3 separate regions of the Mus musculus genome follow, and regions 2 and 3 are each linked to region 1. The links are chromatin contacts, called in public promoter capture Hi-C maps. All regions are on one chromosome and are shown on one strand. Each heading gives the region's core, a stretch centred on a gene start, on an enhancer-like site or on the middle of the called end of the contact. The rest is flanking DNA. Distances are from core to core; before and after follow the strand shown. Region 1 holds the start of Pmpcb (peptidase (mitochondrial processing) beta). Region 2 overlaps Lhfpl3 (lipoma HMGIC fusion partner-like 3). Region 3 overlaps 5031425E22Rik (RIKEN cDNA 5031425E22 gene).

Evidence for each region. Promoter capture Hi-C pulls out the DNA fragments that hold promoters and counts their contacts.
Region 2: a promoter capture Hi-C map of hippocampal neurons shows a contact between it and region 1, with 8 times the contacts expected there. The contact joins the enhancer-like site here to the promoter of Pmpcb in region 1. A contact is called at or near these places in 12 of 39 promoter capture datasets (the 3T3-L1 cell line, 3T3-L1-derived adipocytes, cranial neural crest and 7 more), 3 of 484 Hi-C or Micro-C datasets (the N1E-115 cell line, cerebral cortex and uterus), 1 of 115 datasets of contacts at active chromatin or transcription factors (astrocytes) and 1 of 9 other capture datasets (embryonic tail).
Region 3: a promoter capture Hi-C map of pre-B cells shows a contact between it and region 1, with 4 times the contacts expected there. The contact joins the enhancer-like site here to the promoter of Pmpcb in region 1. A contact is called at or near these places in 9 of 39 promoter capture datasets (the 3T3-L1 cell line, cranial neural crest, embryonic stem cells and 5 more).

What each region holds. Positions count from the first base shown.
Region 1 is chr5:21,735,783-21,738,656 of GRCm38.p6, forward strand. It overlaps Pmpcb (peptidase (mitochondrial processing) beta), which reads left to right and starts at 1,378. Exons shown (of 13, transcript NM_028431.2): 1 at 1,378-1,494. The coding sequence starts at 1,396.
Region 2 is chr5:23,223,251-23,226,133 of GRCm38.p6, forward strand. All of the region lies in intron 2 of Lhfpl3 (lipoma HMGIC fusion partner-like 3), which reads left to right. Among named protein-coding and RNA genes, the nearest start is that of Gm17434, 90 kb to the right of the region's middle. Within about 2 kb of position 1,606, at least 109 of the 459 cell types and tissues checked have an H3K27ac peak or open chromatin away from gene starts, as enhancers often do. A contact at or near this core is called in cerebral cortex, embryonic tail, hippocampal neurons and 2 more, where this site is marked.
Region 3 is chr5:23,385,299-23,388,388 of GRCm38.p6, forward strand. The region is part of intron 1 of 5031425E22Rik (RIKEN cDNA 5031425E22 gene); the gene reads right to left. Among named protein-coding and RNA genes, the nearest start is that of 5031425E22Rik, 46 kb to the right of the region's middle. Within about 2 kb of position 1,758, at least 405 of the 459 cell types and tissues checked have an H3K27ac peak or open chromatin away from gene starts, as enhancers often do. A contact at or near this core is called in embryonic stem cells, hippocampal neurons, liver and 2 more, where this site is marked.

The sequences.
Region 1 (2,874 bases), core at 128-2,627:
CGCAAACAGCGCCGCCAGCTGGAGGGCAGTTGTCTAAACTTCTACACTTAGAATGGCTATCGATAAAATAGCAAGAAGTCAGAGTGGAAAGTCAGAGGCAGGAACCAAAGGTGACATGGAGTTCCTGGTTTGGACGTTTGACTGGTTGTCACCATTACAGCTACAAACTGACAATGAGGCGCCCAAGGGATTTTCCTGTCTTTTTGGCTTTTCGAGACAGGGTTTCTCTGTGTAGCCCTGGCTGTCCTGGAACTCACTTTGTAGACCAGGCTGGCCTTGAACTCTGAAATCCGCCTGCCTCTGCCTCCCGAGTGCTGGGATTAAAGGCGTGCGCCACCACGCCCGGCCCGGATTTTCCTGTCTTGTTGTTAAATGGTGAATAGTTAAAAGAGGAGGCTGGGTGGGAAAAGGATACCTGAACGATAATGTAAATTAGGTATTAGGCAACAAGGGGTCAAGTTAGACAGAACTCCAACTTCTAAAGTTACAGCGCACACTCTTTAGTGTTAAACAGCCTGTTAGGCAGCCAATACCTCAGTTCCCACTGTAAAATTAGCAAAGTAATAGTCGCTTCCTCACAGAAAAGAGCTTGCTAGGGGCTTGCAGGCAGCTCAGCGGGTAAAGTCACTTGCAGTGCAAGCCTGTCCACCTGAGTTCCACCCCCAGAATTCATGCAAAGGTAGAAGGGGCAACTGATTGCATAAAGTTGTCTTCTGACCTCCACAAGCTTGGAGTGGCATGCACCCACCCCCTCCCCATAATAAGTTAAATAAAAAGCTTTAATTTTAAAAAGTGCTTGCTATTTTCGTTAAGCCTCAAACCCTGGGACAATTGGCTAAAGTGGCTATTTGACAAATTTTAGTTTCATTAGAGTGTATGTGGATAAAGAGGCACCCAGGAACGGGTAAGAGCAGTTTGTTTTGGCAGAGCCCTAAGACGTGGAAGTAAATAACATTAAATCATGGTAACAGAATGTAAGATTATGTTTGTAAAGCGTCTGTCTTTTAGTAGCAATCTCGGCAAAGGTATTCCTATGGAATAGAATAAGCAACGCTATAAACATTAGAACAACGAAGACCAACATGATAGATCCTTCAATGTGTCTGTCCCTCCCGCACTGGATCTCTCTGATTAACTCCAACCGCCTGGGGATACATGTTCCGTTCACTTTGTCCCTTGTGTGTCTTGCACATCATTTCTACAGACCTGATTATTTGGAGCGAACTGGGGAGGGAGTCAAAGGGTGAAGGGATTGAGGGTTCTAAGCCCAGACACAGAATCAAAGGAATTTCAGAGACTGCAATTCCTGCTGCCGCCACAGGGTGGAGCCAGCCTCTAGTTCTGGGGCCTGGAGTCATGACCCGGAAGTACATCTCCACTTTCTCCACCGCAGAGATGGCGGCGGCCGCTCTATCCCGGACGCTGTTGCCAGAGGCCCGGCGGCGCCTGTGGGGATTTACACGAAGGCTTCCGCTTCGCCGCGCCGCTGCTCAGGTGAGTCTCGCTCCGCCGTGCCCCGGCGGCTCCCGGTGTGCTTTGGGCCGGGCCTCCGGATCCGCTATCCCGGGGCGCTGCGGCCGGGCGCAGAGGGGGCGGGGCGGCTGCTCCCCCTCCACGCCACCCGCGGGAGGTAAGAAAAGGAGCCGTGGACCCCCAAACCAGACAGCGCCATCCTCAGCCCATGGACACCCAAACCAGACAGCGTCAACCTCAGTTCATCCGAGTTTTATCCCAGCGTTTTCCTTATTTGAGAGTTGTCTTGCTCCAAAGGGATCTCTCTCTCTCTCTGTGTGTGTGTGTGTCTGTCTGTCTGTCTGTTAGTTTGCTATTACCAATGTTATTGTATGTCGGGCTGTTCTCTCTCGAGAAAAGGAAACTAGGACAAGCGCTTTATGAATTTGAAGTTGGGTTTGCTTTTGGTTTTGATATTTTGAGACATCGTTGTTACACAGGGTTTCTCTGTGTAACATCTCTGGCTGTCCTGGATCTTGCCCTGTAGATCGGGCTGGCCTCAGATCCGCCTGCCCCTACACAGTAGGGCACAGTCAGGTCATGGTGTATTATTTGATCAGGGAGCAGAAAGCCTTTGGGTCACAGAAGCAGGACAGTGCGGGCTCGTACACATTTCTTAAGTACCTGTGGCTGTGGCTGTGAAGAAACCACGACCATGGCAACTCTTATAAAGGAAGACACATTAGCTGGGGCTGCTTACAGTTCAGAGGTTTCGTCCATCATCATCAGAGCAGGAAGCATGGCAGAGTGCTGGCAGACGTGGTGGAGAAGGAGCCAAGAGTTCTACATCTGGGTTGGCAAGAGATAGACACAGACAGACAGACAGACAGATAATGGACCTGGCTTGAGCATTTTAAACCCTATAACCCACCCCAGTGGCACACTTCCTCCAACCTTCTAGTAGTCTCTCTCTCTGATGACTAAGTGTTCAAATCTGTGAGCCTCTGTGGTCCATTCCTATTCAAACCACCACTGTGTCTGGCGGTTAGGTCAGTCTCAGGTTTTTGGGTCAGGGTTTAGGAAATACGTTTTTCTCATTTCAATATGAAAACATGAAAAAGCTGCTGAAGCGTCTGTAGTCAAACCAGTTGGCCCGAGAGCCTCTGAAGCATCTGTCCTGTTTCTGTCTGTCCTTTGTGAACAGGAGCATCCCGTCTGTCTCACTTCTACACAGTCAGTTTTGTATTGTTATTTCAGTTTCTTGACTTTTTGTCCTTAGTGAATATGAAGCATCTGTAGGAGAGGTAGCTGAATCAGGGTGCTTGTTGAAGGGTAATGTGCTAACTGCTCCCGTTCTTGGAGAGAAAGGCATGTTCTCTCAAGTGTTGCCTGTTTGACAGAGCGGTTGGTTAAGGAACATTT
Region 2 (2,883 bases), core at 356-2,855, 1.5 Mb after region 1:
TAATTTATAGACGATGACTGAGACCTTACGAGAGACAGTAGCCTCAAGAGGAAACAGGTTAAACTCCCATCCCCATCTTTCCCCAAAGCATCCTATCGAGAGTGGTGGGCATCAGAGCTCCCTTCTCTTGGGACAGACTTCATATACAGAGTTCCAGCACAACTTGGTAGAAATTAAAGTGAGTGAGTCTGCATCCCCAGAAAGGACTCCAGCTTTGCCGTAAGCTGGAGAAAGGTAATATGGCTCCCTACACCATGGATTGATGTAGGGACCAGCTGACTGCAAGAAGTCCTTGGGCCAAGTTTGCTCATTAATTGCTTAATTAACATTAACTTGCTCATTGGGCTTGTTGAGAGTCCGCCTCCACCTGCATTTTCCACAGGAAGTTATCGGAAAGTCAGGCTGTGCAAAAAAGTCAGGACTGCCAGGGGGCGGGGAGGAAACAAACTAGTGTTCAGTTACTAACGAAAGAACAGCAAGGCCCAAGAAGGAAAAGTACAAGTAAAAAACCTGCTTTACCTGGTCCTTCAAACTCACATAGACACGCACGTTTCAAGTCGAAGCATCTGATTTCTTCATGCAGTACGGAAACATTTCAGGAAATGCCCAGATAGGCTGGCGTCCGTTTCCCAGGAGGCTGCTCATTAGCTGAGCGCTGGAACCCGGCAGGTGAACGCCACCGTCTCTCTTTTCCAGGATGTTTTTTTAAGATTTATTTATTTATTTGATTTATGTATGTAAGTACACACATCTTCAGACACACCAGAGGAGGGCATCAGATCCCACTGCAGATGGTTGTGAGGCACCCTGTGGTTGCTGGGAACTGAACTCAGGACCTCTGGAGGAGCAGTGAGACATCTCTATGATCGATGAGACATCTCTCCAGTTCCCCTATAGTGTGTTCTTAAAGAGACCAGAAACCCTGCAACAGAAAATAATCTAAAAGCCAAACAGGCAATCATAGAAACACACATGTCAGTATCCACCTCAATTCTGCCTTCATGTGCACACAATTATGAAATCCAGATGTTGGCTAAATATGCATGGTCCTTCTCATGGGCTGTCTTTTTCCATAGCAAATGCACGGCACCTTTGGGCAAACTTTTGTAGAGGACAAAGAATCATAACTGAATTTAGCATTCTGGCCCATTTGAGTTTTTTATTTAATTTATTTATTTTTATGTTATGTGCATTTGGTGTTTTGACTACCTGTCTGTGGGAGGGTGTCAGATCCCCTGGAGCTAGAGTCACAGACAGTTGTGAGCTGCCATGTGGTTGCTGGGAATTAGAAAAGTAGGCAGTGCTCTTGACCACTGAGCATCTCTGCAGCCCCCATGTTGAGCTTTAAATGTAATTTTTTTTTCCAAAATAGTCTGCAGGAACCTTCCATGAGTCGCACAGTGACTGGGACTGGGAGGAGCAGACCAGACATGGACTGTCACAGAGTTAATTTGGTGTGTACATCTTAGGTTCAGAGGCCACTGGGTAAATACAGCAAAACAAAAAACTGTGAGCCAGGAAAGCATTGCCATGATGGATTTCAGCTCCACAGTTTTAGCCAAGCAGAGGCAGAGGAGCGATCCATCCGTCAGGGAAGTGTGCAGTGACTTTTAAAGCTGCCCTGTCCCTGAAGACTGACAGACACACCCTGTTACGTGGAGAGGATAGCGACTAGAACTTGGAGAAATGATCTACCAGTCTTTTCTTAGCCACAATCAATGTCCTAGCGTTACTAGTTCTCCACATAGGACAGCTGTGACACTGTCCGAAAAAGGAAAATGGCCCCTTCAGGAAGCCTTGCAAGGCCATTCGTCCCACTGAGGACGACTCCTTGCTTAATCCTTCTTTAACCAGAGAGCTCCCTGAACAAATCAATCAAGCCAGCTATGAGTTAGGCAGAGATGGCTTCTCCCCCACCACACACCCATCCCTCACCCCCACACCCACCGCCCCTGCCCAGCCACCCCCAAGGCTTGTTCCAAATCCGTCCTAAACAGCCGAGGACTAAGAAAATCGCTGTCCTAGTGAGACCTCAAGTGGAGAAACTGAGAACTGCAGGTGAGGAAAGGTGGGTTAAAAAAAAAAAAAAAAAAAAGGAATGGGGGGTGGGGGGAAGGAGGAAAGATGAGCTCCTGTGAGAACCACTGGCTCAGCCTGAAATTCTTCCTAGATGGAAGAAAGGGGGCACTGCGGCTGAGGGCTGAGACCACTGAAATGTCAGCCAGATGAAAGGGCTTGGTGAGTTTTCACCATGTGACTATGCAGCCTCGTTTCAGAAATGGATCCTCTAAAGTTAATCCATGCCACAGGGAAATCTGCCCAATTTCGCATTTACAGTTACTCCAGAAAAATTCCAGAACCTATGGAAGGCTCTAGATTCGTCCAGTTCTTTTTTTTTTTTTTTTTCCGTCTTTTTAGGGGAGGCCTGAAAACAAACTGAGCCTTCAAGATTCAAAAGAGGCAGCCCATAGAACGTGGGTGTCAGCATGCTAGAGAGTCCTGAGGTCGCCTGGTGCCTGGGCGCCAATACAGGGCCCACTCTTGCCCTTCCACACTGACAGGCGCTGGTCCTGGGGACTTCCCGGGAAGAGTAAGTAGGTTGTCCCTGACTGACAGAAAACTTAATTGTTTTAATTGTTTTCCAAATGCAGCCTCCAGAAGAGTGACACTCTCATCTGGAAGCTTGTCTGAAATGTAAATTATTGAGCTTCGGATCTAGGAATTAAACACTCTAGCAGTAGGTCCCAAATGCTGGCCTACTGACAGTTGAGGCCTCTGATTTTGAGATCCACTGCCACGCAATGATTTGCAAATGTCCAAGGCAGAAGATTGCAACTCTCTATTTATTTCAAAAGTGGTTTCTGGCTCCACCCCTACAGACAC
Region 3 (3,090 bases), core at 508-3,007, 1.6 Mb after region 1:
ATTCTCAGCATCCACATGGTGGCACTCAGTACCAGGGAATCTAATGCCCTCGTCTGACCTTCCTGGGCATCTGGTAATACATGTGGTGCTCAGTCATGCAAGTAAGCAAAACACTCATACACATAAGTAAATAAAAACATTTTTTTCAAAGACTTATTTATTTTTATTTTATGTGGATGAGTGTTTTTGCAGGCTCTTATGTCTAAGCCACATTTGTCCATTAGCAGAGGAGGCCAGAAGAGGGTATCAAATCCCCTCAAACTGGAGTTCGAGATACCTGTTAGCCATCATGTAGGTGCTGGGATTTGAACTCACACACGTTAAAAGAGCAGCCATATCCTGTCTTCAAAATGAAAAATTAAATAAATGAATAAATAACTGACAGGAGGGGCAAAGCCTATTGTTCCAAAGTTTCTGTGGGCCTTGGGCATGCTAGGTTATGGGGTCTGGTAAGCAGAGGTGGAAAGGTTTCTAAATGAGCAGAGCCTTGCCCTTTGATATAGTTGCCAACAACCACATTTTCTGTTCTGGGCACAGTGCCATCAAGGGTCTCAGCCACCCTCCCCCACCTTAGTGAGAAAGTATCTGCTAGCGTCTAGCAGGGTCGATGCAGGCAAGGACCAGAGTGAAAAGGAGTTCTGAGCCTGGCTTCCCTGTGGTGCACTCGGACATACATCTTCCAACCGTCATCATCTTACTCCTCTTGTCTCTGACCCCTCCTTGACCAAAGGCAACTACATCTCAGTTCCTTACTATTCGGGAGCTACTCAACAATTACACTAAGAGAGCTTCTGAGCTGGGTGGGCATGGTGGCACAAGGGCATCCCTGTAATCCCAGCACTTAGGAAGGAAAGTCAGGAGGCTCACACAAGTTCAGGGCCATCCTCAGTTGTGTGGCTGAGTTCCAGGCTATGTTACAGAGACCCCTGCCACAAAAATAAATAAATAAATAAATAAATAAATAAATAAATAAATAAATAGATAGATAGATAAATAAATAAATAAATAAATAAATAAATAAATAAAGCGAGGGAGGGAGGGAGAGGGGAGGGGAGAGGGGAGGGGAGAGGGGTGGGGGTGGGGGAGGGGGAGGGGTGGGGGAGGGGGAGACTGGTTTAGAACTTTGCCCTGACTCTGATCTTAATTCCTCCTGGCAATGGGCAAGCTGTTTCTTTTCTGAGGAATGCGAAAAGAGAATGAGAGATTTGTTATGGTGACAGGAAGATTCCAGATCAGAGGCAAAGCCCCTCTAGGGTACATACCATCTGGGGATAGTCCCTAGAAAAGTAGATACCTGCGCTAATTTAAATGTTTAACAGGAATGCAGGTGCAGATGAACAAAAGGTAGTTTCCATTAGGTAGAAATGTTTTTTTTTTCCACTTCCTGTTTCTAGTCTCTTTTTCAGTGTTCCTGTACGAAACCACGGAGTTTCAGAAGCAGATGAAATCTATCAGCGGCCTGCCCCAAGCTCCGTCAACCCTGCCAGGCTGAATGGTGCTGATTGTTCGCAAAGGGCGGGCATTTCTCTGCAAACAGAAAAGCCTGCTCAAGAAATGCCACTCACCGCCCTGTATCAGTCTCAATATTGAGTCTGAATGATTTCCCGATGGCGACTTGACCGAAATGGAAAAATATTTTTCCGTTGCAATTCCCCCGGTACTGACTGGTGTTTCATCCTCTTCCGGTCCTTGTGAGACAGCAAGAGCAGACAGAGCTTCAGCAGTGTTGATCTTCAGCTCTGAGAACAGAAGATGGGTGGGGTGCTGCGTTGCCACGCAACCAAAGGCAACACAGCTGCAGATCTCTGCCAGCTGGGCCAGCCCATTCAAACCGCAGGGAGTTTCAAATGGCTGTGTCCCCTAGGGACTGGGCTTAGCAAGCCCAGGGGGAAAAGTCAGCATTCAAATGGCTTCGATGACGATGACGCAGAGGAAGCCAAGAGGACGCTGTCAAAGCCTAGTCATCATTGACTCGAAGTTAGTATACTTGAACAGGAAAGAACTGCCAAGATCAGACAGGCAGGACACACACACACCTTTCTTTTAAACTTTAAAAGTTATTCTCTTTAAAAGAAACGTAGTTGCTTTTTAAAAAGCTATACAAAGTTCTTAATGTTTCTTTGGCAACAGAATAGAATGAAATTTTACAACTATATAAAATGTTTATTTACCGGTGTGTGTATAGCTGACTGACAAAGCTGTCTACCACCCAGCACCCTAACTGCTGAAATAAGCTACCTCATATTATAGCATCTCCAAACAGAATGAGAAGGGTACAGAGACTGGAACTTGTCTGTAGACTAGGAGGTGACTTTATTATCTTTCCTATAGTCAAAATCTGCACTCTCTGCTCCATGATGCCTCTGAATCCACTTGAGGGGCAGTGATGGTCCCTCCTCGGCCACTACCACGTACCCTGCCATATGAAAGCCAACACTTCTCTGCCTTGGTAGCTCCATGGCCACCATCTGGACAAATTGGGGTTCCGAACATTTCAGCATCTAACCTTTCTTCAGCCTAACTCGGGCTCCTTTCTCCAGTATCACCATAAGCAATACTATCAAAGAATGATTTCATTTGGTCATGTTATTAGTTGGGTCTCAGCAGGTCTTCGGCAGCATCTCCTTCACTGGTTAAGTACCAGCTTGTGAGTCTCCTGTATCTTCATCCACAAGCTTGTCCTGTTTCTCAGGTTTCTCTTCTTCTAATTTAAGTTTATTATGAGACACTCTGTCCGTTTCCTCCTTGTTAAATTGTGTGTATGCACTTGTCTTCCTCAGATTTCACTGGACCATCTCATGGATACCAAATCTTCCTCTACCACCTTGATGAGCCCCACTTCCTCCCCTCAGAGCAGAAGGAACACTTGGGACTAGAAGCCGCTTGTATAATTTCTTTGTCACTCATTTTGTTTCCCAGTCTTGGGATTTTGTGTGCTTCAGCTTTCTCCCTTCCTCCCTTCCTCTCTTTCTTCTCCTCTCCCCACCCCCCAACCCCAGGAATTCACTCTGTAACCACGGGAGGGAGAAGAGTTTGGCTGCTATGTGATGAAGGGAGTCTGAGATACAGGCTCCCAGTCCTCTCCTCAAA